Regions from separate parts of the Triticum aestivum genome. Here region 1 is linked to region 2. A link is a contact called in public Hi-C data. All regions are on one chromosome and are shown on one strand. Each heading gives the region's core, a stretch centred on a gene start, on an enhancer-like site or on the middle of the called end of the contact. The rest is flanking DNA. Distances are from core to core; before and after follow the strand shown.

Evidence for each region. Hi-C and Micro-C count contacts between places; a contact is called where the count stands out from the background.
Region 1: a Hi-C map of leaf shows a contact between it and region 2, with 6 times the contacts expected there. The contact joins the promoter of LOC123052359 here to the enhancer-like site in region 2. A contact is called at or near these places in 2 of 5 Hi-C or Micro-C datasets (both in leaf).

The regions. Positions count from the first base shown.
Region 1 is chr2D:162,958,108-162,962,817 of IWGSC CS RefSeq v2.1, forward strand. It overlaps LOC123052359 (remorin 4.1), which reads left to right and starts at 3,223. Exons shown (of 2, transcript XM_044475497.1): 1 at 3,223-4,157; 2 at 4,262-4,710. The coding sequence starts at 3,420. The coding sequence ends at 4,453.
Region 2 is chr2D:162,068,685-162,073,550 of IWGSC CS RefSeq v2.1, forward strand. It overlaps the pseudogene LOC123052355. Among protein-coding and RNA genes, the nearest start is that of LOC123056258, 10 kb to the left of the region's middle. Within about 2 kb of position 1,692, at least 8 of the 8 cell types and tissues checked have an H3K27ac peak or open chromatin away from gene starts, as enhancers often do. A contact at or near this core is called in leaf, where this site is marked.

The sequences.
Region 1 (4,710 bases), core at 1,973-4,472, 890 kb after region 2:
TTAGGGTTTAAGAGGAATTGAGCTGATGCAAATGAGGTCTTGCCCACTGAAAAAGACATGAGCAGGATTTTGAAAGGTTGGAAATGACAAAATTTCTCAGAGTCATCCAGCAAACTCAGGAGAAGGATTTTGAAAATGAGTGCCAGGAAGGAATAACAGCACAAAAAATGATAACCCAATTTTGGGGCTGTTACAGGGAGGCGCAGGATGATCTGAGCATCAAACTCGCCCAAAAGATCAACTCAGGGAGGCGACAAAATTGCCGCATCAAAGCGAAGGCCACAAAGCAAACAACACTCATGAAGAAGAGGAAGGCCGATGGAGGGCATGCTTGTGGCGTTCGTGGCGGTGGGCGTGCGGGTCGCAGATATGGTGGAGATCGCGGTCGGGGTCACGAAGTGTAGATGGTGTCGCCCACCGTCCAGACGCTACAATGGCCGGAGCATCACAAGGCTCCGTACTACTACGCTGCCAAGCAGCTCGGTAGGCAGTCTGCGGCAACTGCTGCCGGGCAAGTGCATGTACGCTGATGTCAACGAGGCGCCGCTGCTCTTCTCTGAGTTTGCTTTGCCACAGCTCGTCCGGATGCGGACAGCGGACGGGAAGCACATGGGTGCCCACACGTTGTTCACTGTTATTCCTAAAGTCGGGTGAAGGCGTACGACAACGCGGACATGGAGATGTTGGACATCATCCCTGACGGCACCGGAGGAGGAGGAGGCTATGAGAACGCGGGTGGAAGACTCTACTCACACACAGCAGGGCTACTCCCAGGCCGACATGCAGCAGACCGGCAAGGGCACACAACAACAAGAGGATTGGGCCATCGGACAGACATAGGAGGATGAGGACGGCGAAGACGATGATCCGGATGGTTTTGGCGGCGATCCAAAGAAGAAGGGTAGAGGAGAAAGCTTCAACATGCGGGAGGACGAGCCGTTGTGCCATGCATGGTTGTCCACTAGCCTCGATCAGATCCATAGCATGGAGCAAAAGGGCTCAACTTTTTGGGCCAACACTCACATATGGTTCCATGAACACAAGCATTTCACGCCCTACTCTGACGCGGTGATCCGCAACCGTGAACCAAAGTCCCTCAACCACCGATGGTACACCATCCAATAGGCCGTGTCGATGTATTGTGGCCACTTGGCGCATCTCATCACACGGTGGTTTATTGTGGTGCCCAAATCACCGAGCAAGTAAGTTATCACTTGTTGGAAATGCATAGTTGTGTTGATCATTTTGTAGCCGGATATGCTTTTGTTGATCATTCACCGGATATGAACAGCTTAGGCGCCGTATATGCATAGTTTTGTTGATCACTAGCCGGATATGCATAGTTTTGTTGATCACTAGCCGGATATGCATAGTTTGTTGATCGTTGGATGGATGTGCCCAGTTTTGTAGTCGGGTATGCATAGTTTTGTTGGTTGATCACTAGCCGGATATGCAGACCTTTGTTGATCACTAGCCGGATATGCCGAGTTTTGTTGATCATTGGCCAGATGTGCCCTGTTATGAAGCCGGATATGCATAGTTTTGTTGATCATTGGCTTTTTTGTAACCTTGTCGTGCTTGTACGGTGTTCAAGAAATTGAAGAAGAAAAAATTCACCGTCATGCATTGTTGGTTGAAGTTGAATGGGCAACCGAAGTGGAACCTATTCATAGCCAAGACTAGCTCCCAAGCCACCGAGGAAGAAACCGGTGACCCAACCGACCCAATGAAAGAACCACCCAAGAAGATTAGAAGAGGGTTTCAGAGAAAGAACTGGGAGAAGGAGAGGGCGAAGCGAGAAGGTGCGATGGTCAAGATGACAGAGAGGTTCAAGGACATCTTGTCCAAGAAGGAGGAGGCATTCGTCAAGCGCTCGAACATCAAGGAGAAAAAAAAGATGGAGAGGTTCAAACTATGGATGGAGGCGATCAAGAGGAAGCTAGTGCTAAAAAAGAAGAGGGCCTTGACTGAAGAGAAGAAGGTCATGCTCGAGGAGAAGAAGGCGGGGCTCGAAGAAAAGAAGGTGAAGATCGCAGCCGATTCAGAGGACGCCAAGATGTTGTCCTTGAAGGTGGAGTCTTTAGATGTTGACGCAAGAATGATCGTGCAAACCATCCGCTACAAGATGTTGCACCGCCAGAAAGATGTGTTGGAGGCGGTGGACAAGGAGGAGGAGGAGGCGAAGAAGGAGATGGAGGCTGCATACGCGGCGGCGGCGACACCTTGAGTGTGGAGGAGGCTCGGATTGCCGGTCGAGAAGGGCAGAAAATCTCAATTTTCTGCACGGACTAAAATTCTCTTCTGATCAAGATCGGGCATGTAAAAAACTTAAGCATACTACCTTTTTTTGGTTGTGATCGAGCATGTCATCCGGCGCGCCATGGACCAGACTTTTATTTGAATTTCAAATAGCCCTTTACTGACGGACATATACATGATAGCATTGGATGACCGGCCCCCGTATCAGTGTCTGCGGACTGATCCTCTTGTCCGTAAACGCATGTCGGAGCAAATTTGCGGGTCAGTGTTAGAGATGCCCTTAGCATCGATCACTAGCTCGATGGTTTGGCAATTATTACCCGGTTCTTGCCGCTGATTACGTTATAAATGTTCATGCACCAGGGTTCAAGTCCTGGTGCTCGCATTTATTCATGAATTTATTTCAGGATTTTCGGCGATGCGCATTCAGTGGGAGGAGACGTTCCCGTCGACGACAAGGTGCGTACAATGACTTCGTAAATTTCAAGATGATATGCCGGCTCAGTCTTTCGGAGGTACTCATAGAGATAGGGTGTGCGTGTGTGCGTTTATAGGAGTGAGTGTATGCGCGTGTATATAAGCGCTTGCGTCTATACTGTGTTAAAAAAATGTTCATGGTACGTTTTTTTTTCTTTGCGAGTACTAGTATATGATGAAAACCTGCAGAGTGCAAAGAGATGGCAAAAAAAAATATCATCTGGTATTACGATGATGCATGGTGGAACGGCAATATGATAGTGTGAGTCAGCGCACTTTGCCCACGCGACCCTTGCGCTCCCAGAAAACAAACATAATCTCCGGAATAAGAAAGCGCGAGGAAGCAGCACCAAAAGGAGCGGGAATTGAAGCAGAAATAGGAAAATATCCCGATTTCTTTCCCAGTGCGGCTCCTCTCACTCTCTAACCCCCCGCCCTCCATTGGTGGGCGCCTCCGCTGCCACAACCTGGCCTCTATTTAAGAAGGCTCCTTGCGCCACCATCCTACTCACCACCGCACCACAGACCACACCCGCACCGCGCAGCTCGATCGCGTCCCCAGCTTCAGCTGAGCTCCAACTCAACTCAAATTAATCGCAGATGGTTTCTTGTGGGCCAGTAGTGGCTTAGCGCATTAGCGGCGGAGGTTGGTACGATCAGGTAGGCCGGAGGTGAGGTGCCACATGTTGAGTGGACAAACGGCGGTTAGTGGCAGCAGCAGCAGCATCATCGTCATCAGCCGCGGCGTCGAGCAGGGGAGCGGGAGCGGGGAGCAGCAGCACCAGCGGCGGCCGGTCGAGGTGGAAGAGGGGGAGGAGCCAGAGTTCAGGGACATCCACGCGCTGAGCCCGCCCCGCGCGCTGAGCCTGTACCGCCGGAGCCGGCCGGGCAGCAGGGACTCTTGGGGGTCTGCGGCGGGGGCAGGGGGGAGCAGACACACGTCGATTCGCTCCGTCGGGAGCGACACCGCCCCCAGCGAGCTCTTCCCTACTATGAGCAGGGAGTTCTCGGCCATGGTCGCCGCAGCAGCCAGCGCTAACGCCTCGTCCTCCGCCGCGGCGGGCCACAGGGAGAGCGTGGACCGCGTGGCGAACGAGGACGCGCTGGGGAGGATCGGCGAGGAGGAGCTGGAGGAGACGAACCCGCTCGCCATCGTGCCGGACAGCAACCCCATCCCGTCGCCGCGCCGGGGGCTGTCGCCGCGCCCGGTGGAGGTGGCGGCGCCCGGTGCCGGACATGGACAGGGCGACGAGGTGTCGGTGGGGCAGGTGAAGAAGGACGAGGTGGAGACCAAGATCGCGGCGTGGCAGATCGCGGAGGTCGCCAAGGTCAACAACCGCTTCAAGCGCGAGGAGGTCGTCATCAACGGGTGGGAGGGCGACCAGGTCGAGAAGGCCAGCGCATGGCTCAACAAGTACGAGGTACACACAGCCCCAATCTTCTCCATCAATGATCAATCCACACCACACCATGCTCGCTCTGAACGAATTCTGATCGCGTGAATGTGAAACTCCCGTGCGTGCAGAGGAAGCTGGAGGAGAAGCGGGCCAAGGCGATGGAGAAGGCGCAGAACGAGGTGGCCAGGGCCCGGCGGAAGGCGGAGGACAAGCGTGCGTCGGCGGAGGCCAAGAGGGGCACCAAGGTGGCGCGCGTGCTGGAGCTCGCCAACTTCATGCGGGCCGTCGGCAGGGCGCCCACCAAGCGCTCCTTCTTCTGAGCTGCCCTGCTTGCTCCTCCTCCTTGATCAACTTCCCGCCATTATTTCGCTTTTTACTCGCCGTCGCCTGATCGTTCACCGCTTCGCTTCATAGGAACCTCCTGTGCTCGCTGCTTCGCTGTGTGGAACTCTCGTTTTAGTGTTGTATCCACATGTATGGTGTGTCTTTCTTTCTTCTGCATTTCTCGTGTTTGATATGGAGTAGTACATAGCATAAGAATGGAAGGGTGTGCTCTGCCTGCTGAGTCCAAGTGCAA
Region 2 (4,866 bases), core at 442-2,941:
ATATGAAAAACAATCAAAGCCATATGGTCACATAGATTCCATATTTGATAGTCTTGTATTGCAGTTTACCAGCACAAACCGGGGACAATGATACAGTTTCCCTACCTAACAAAAAAGTACAGCTATGTTTTCCTAGAGAGAGTTCGCTGTTTCGTGCCATGCTCCACAACTTTCTCTTCAACGTGCAATCCTTTCCTCCGCCTCACAGAATTCATAAGTTTCTTGGCCAAGTTTGGCCCAATGCTTGCCCCATCTCCAAATTCTTCAATCTCCTCCTGTGACTTTGGGATAAAAAAAGGGTCCTCCTGAATAGCATCCCAATGGCTAAAAACAAGCAGCGCGCTGGCTGCACCTGATGTTAATGTCCTGAGCTGACTAGAAAATCCAATGCTCTCGGCAACATGCAAGTAAGCATGCACTCTAAATACTGAAGTCCCTTCTTGCATTTCTTCTTTTAAAATCTTCGCTCGTCTCCTGCCAAGAACTGCATATGTTGAACCTAGTTGCTGAGTCGGGGTGGTCAATTCACAGAAATACATGCCTTCGACAAGCCTTGGGTTGTTCTGAAGAACGGCTGCTCGGCATGCTTCTTTAACTGCGGTTATTACTTGGCCACTGAAGATGTTGTATTGATCAGATTGATGGGCAGCATCAGAGTTGCCAGCAAATATGTAAGGCTCAATGATAAATGCCAGATCCCACATTGGTTCGTCACATAAAGGCCCTGTGTTCGTGGTAAACTGAAATCCTGAAAGAATGCTGTTCCATAGTGCCACAGATTCTAGATGTAACGATTCAGGAGTATCTGCTGATGATTTACTGCTGTCAGGAATATGGTTAGCTTCAGCATCAGATCCACTCACAAACCCCAATCTCTCAAAAAAAAATCTGCTCTACCACGCACAAGAATACCTTGCCTTCCATCTTCCATGGTTATCACACCATCACTTGATTCAACATCCTCTCAGCAAAGCAGAGGCGCTGGCGCCAAGCTTGGTGGCATACAACTCTACGAAGTGGTGGATGCGGAAGCCCCAGCCATCGAGGGCGCAGGCGAAGACGACATTGCCCTTTTGGGGCTGGAAGGCGTCCTCCTCATCGTCGTCAGCATCTTCCGGGGGATCGTCCTGTGAGGCTGACGAGCTGGAGGATGGTTGGTCCTCGAGGGACGCGAGGACGGAGAAGTAGGAGTGCGAGCGCAGCGCGGAGTAGATGGAGTTGACGTCGGCGAGGATGCGGTGCAGGCGCGTATCGGCCTCGGCGTGGGTGAGGTGGAGCTCGGTGATGAGGCGGTCGAGCTTGTTGAGGACGAGGCAGGGGCGGAGGCGCTCGAGGAAGGCCTGGCGCAACGCGGCGTGGGTCTGGATGTGGACGCTCTCGACGGCGTCGACGAGGATGAGCGCCGAGTCGGAGAGGCGCGCGGCGGAGGAGACCTCGGAGCAGAAGTCGATGTGGCCCGGGGAGTCGTCGGACGACGAGCTGTATCCTTCACTCCAAGATACCATGGCGGCGAGCTGGACGGCGGCGGCGAGCTGGAGCAGGGGAAGGGAGGCGAGGGACCAGAGAGGTGAGTGGAGGGGTGAGCTGCCGACAGGTTTCGAAAGAATATTCCAAAGAATATACCAACACAGGTGCCACTTGGTGGTGCACTGCGGGTTGATAAGGAAAGAAGGCAGGGGCCTAACTGCAAAATGCTGCGCGCTGACCTGCTAGTCCACTTGGCATCTACTTGCCGGGCTGTGATTAGCCTAGGACTAAACTTGCACCTCCATGACAAGTTCAGAATGAAATAATTCATTTTTGCAACTACAAGGACTAAACCATCACATATTGTGCAAGTACATAGACCTGGGGTGCTATTACCTCTTGCTTATAAGCCGATTGTTTGTTGGCTCGCTGCGCGAGGTGGGACTTTAGGCAGCCTGATAACTCACGCCCGTGTCTGTTGGCGCACCAGAGGACCTGAAGTCGGCCCAAAGTTAACAGAGAGCCTCGTGGGCTTCTATCATTCTGCCCCTTCCCGTCAGTCCGTCGCACATACTCCATAAGATATCATCATCGAAAAGAAAAAATGCCCTAAAAAATCAAAAAGAAGAAAAATACTCGCATGCACAGTTAATACGTACACTCGCTGGCCTTTCTTCTAAGAAAGCTATACTTGCTAACGCCTCGTAAAATGCCTGGTTGCTACTCCCTCCGTCCCAAAATGTAAGACTTTTTTGACGGTACATTTTGGGACGGGGGAAGTAGTAAGCAGTGTGTGACGTGTACATGCTCTTCGCAAAATAGAAAACAAAAATACGCGTACATACTCAAATTGTAACTATTGTGTGACGTACGACACGACAAGGTTTTTTTTTAGGGTTCACGACAAGGTTTCTATGTACCAGGTTTTTGACAGGTTTTTTTTAGACAAACTGCAAAGCTTTATTAGGTCGTCACAATGTTTACAGGGACGAAATCAAGATCGTTGGGCTGGCCTAACCAAGCATGGCGGCCAACTCCAAGAGATAAAGCATACTTTGCAAGTTTGTGAGCCTCGATATTCGAGCTCTTAAATTCATGAACGATATTACAAGTATTAAAAAGCACTCTCATGTTGTATGATTTCATGCACAATTGCACCGTAGCTCCCTTTGTATTGCTGTTGGATATCGTCGACGGCCACCTTGCAATCCGAAGCAACATGAATCCTCCTGACGTAGAGATCATCTGCTAACGCCAGTGCCTCCCTGAGAGCGAGTGTCTCAAGGGTGCCTGGGTCTGATAGATTGGAAAACACCACCGCCGAAGCTCCTAAGAAAACTCCATCTCGGTTTCTACATATTGCTCCAACTGCACCATGCGATCGTCCAACCGCGGCATCTACATTGATTTTTACCAGCCCCACAGGCGGTGCGATCCAGTGATTTGGACCCCGTTGTAGCGCCCTGTTTCCGACTGCACCTGGCTCCTGGAGTGCTTTTAGCTCTCCAATGTAGGATTTGACAAAGCCGTTGATGGCGAAGGGTGTTTGGAAGATGTCCTCATACATGGCCTTTCTGCATGCACTCCACAGCGCCCATAAGGTGACAACAAAAACAAGGAAATCCTCTTGGTTCAAAGCTTCGTGCATACCAAACAGCCATCTCTTTGCATTTTCCTCTCTGCATGTGCTCAGTTTGTCGAGGACAGCTTCTGACGAAAGTGCCCAAGTGCTCCTTGAAACCGAGCAGTCCACTAGAGCATGGCGCCAAGTGTCGTCAGCCCCGCAAAGACAGCAAGCTCTGGAAGTTGACATGTTCCAGTGATGAAGGAGTGCGGCTGTGGGGATAGTGTGTTTGGCGAGCCTCCATAAGAAAATTTTCAGCTTTGAAGGAACTCTGATCCGCCACAGCTCGGACCAACCTTGGTCTATACCCAGGGAGTCGGAAGAGGCCCCCTGTTCATACAACCATGCCTCCCTACTAAGCTTTGTTTGCTGAAGCATCCGATACGCTGATCGCACAGAAAAGTTGCCCTTACGTTCCTCGGACCAGGCCCAAAAATCATCCGTTTGTCGTGTGCAAAGAGGTATTTGTAATATGACTGCAGCATCTATCGGTATGAACACCGACCGGACCAAGTTCTCGTTCCAGGATGATGAAGTATGGTCTATCAACTCGGCCACTCTCGTCGGTGGATCAGGGACTAGAGAGGCGATCGGCCTTTTCATACTTGGTCTCGGCATCGAGTTATCCTCCCATATTTTTGTTGTTTCACCGTCTCCGATTCCGCGCACCAGCCCCTGCACCATGATGTCTCGGCCGTCTAAGATAGCTCGCCATATCTGTGAGGGGTGTGATCCCAAAGTTGCACCAAAAAAATCTGTGTTTGGATGATAGGCTGCTTTCAAGATCCTCGCGCTCAGAGACAGGGGGTTTTGCAACATGCGCCAGGACTGCCGAGCTAGGAGGGCCAAATTAAAGATCTCCATATCCCGAAAGCCAAGGCCTCTGAGGTGCTTTGGTAAGGTCATCACATCCCATGCCATCCAACTGGGCTTCCATTTTCCTTGTTTGCTTCCCCACCAGAATTGTCTGATTAGCGAAGTAACACTTTCACACAGTCCTGGAGGAAGACGAAAGCATGCCGTCGAGTATACTGGTATTGCTTGGGCAACTACCTTGATCAGTACCTCTTTCCCTGCACAAGATAAGAGTTTTTCCATCCAACCTCTCACCTTTTCCCAAACTCGATCCCTCAAATATTTGAAGGTCCCGTTCTTCGAGTGTCCAGCCTCTGTTGGCATTCGCAGATACCTGTCACTGAGGGATTCGTTACGCACATTTAGAACATTCTTCATATCATCTCTTACCGCTTGCGGGCATCCTCTGCTGAAAAAGATCGATGACTTGTCATGATTTATCCTCTGTCCCCATGCCAAACAGTACGTTTCCAGTAGGTTTAATGCCGCTACTGCCCCCTCATTTCCTGACTTAAAAAGCAGCAGGCTGTCATCTGCGAAAAGCAAAAGGTTTTTGACAGGTAAACATAATTGATTTAGGACCATGATAACTCACGCCCGTTTGGTCTGCAAGACTCCCATCCCGAACGAGTTTGGTGGGAGAGGCGGGTTCCTATATCGCGCATAGGGCGCCCCGAGCGACCAGGCGCGCACCCCCACTGGCGCGTTGAGCGCTCGTATGGGCTGGCCCATATCCCATTTATTTATTTTTTGTTTTTCCTTAGCTCTCTTTTTCCTTTTCCTTTTTCCTTTTTCCTTCCTGTTTCCCCTTTTCGCTTTCTTTTTCTTTTTTCCTTTTCTTTCCAAATTTGTGCACATTTTTTTTGTATCATATTCAAAAAATGTTCGCAATGTGTAAAAATGCTCAACGATTCAAAAAA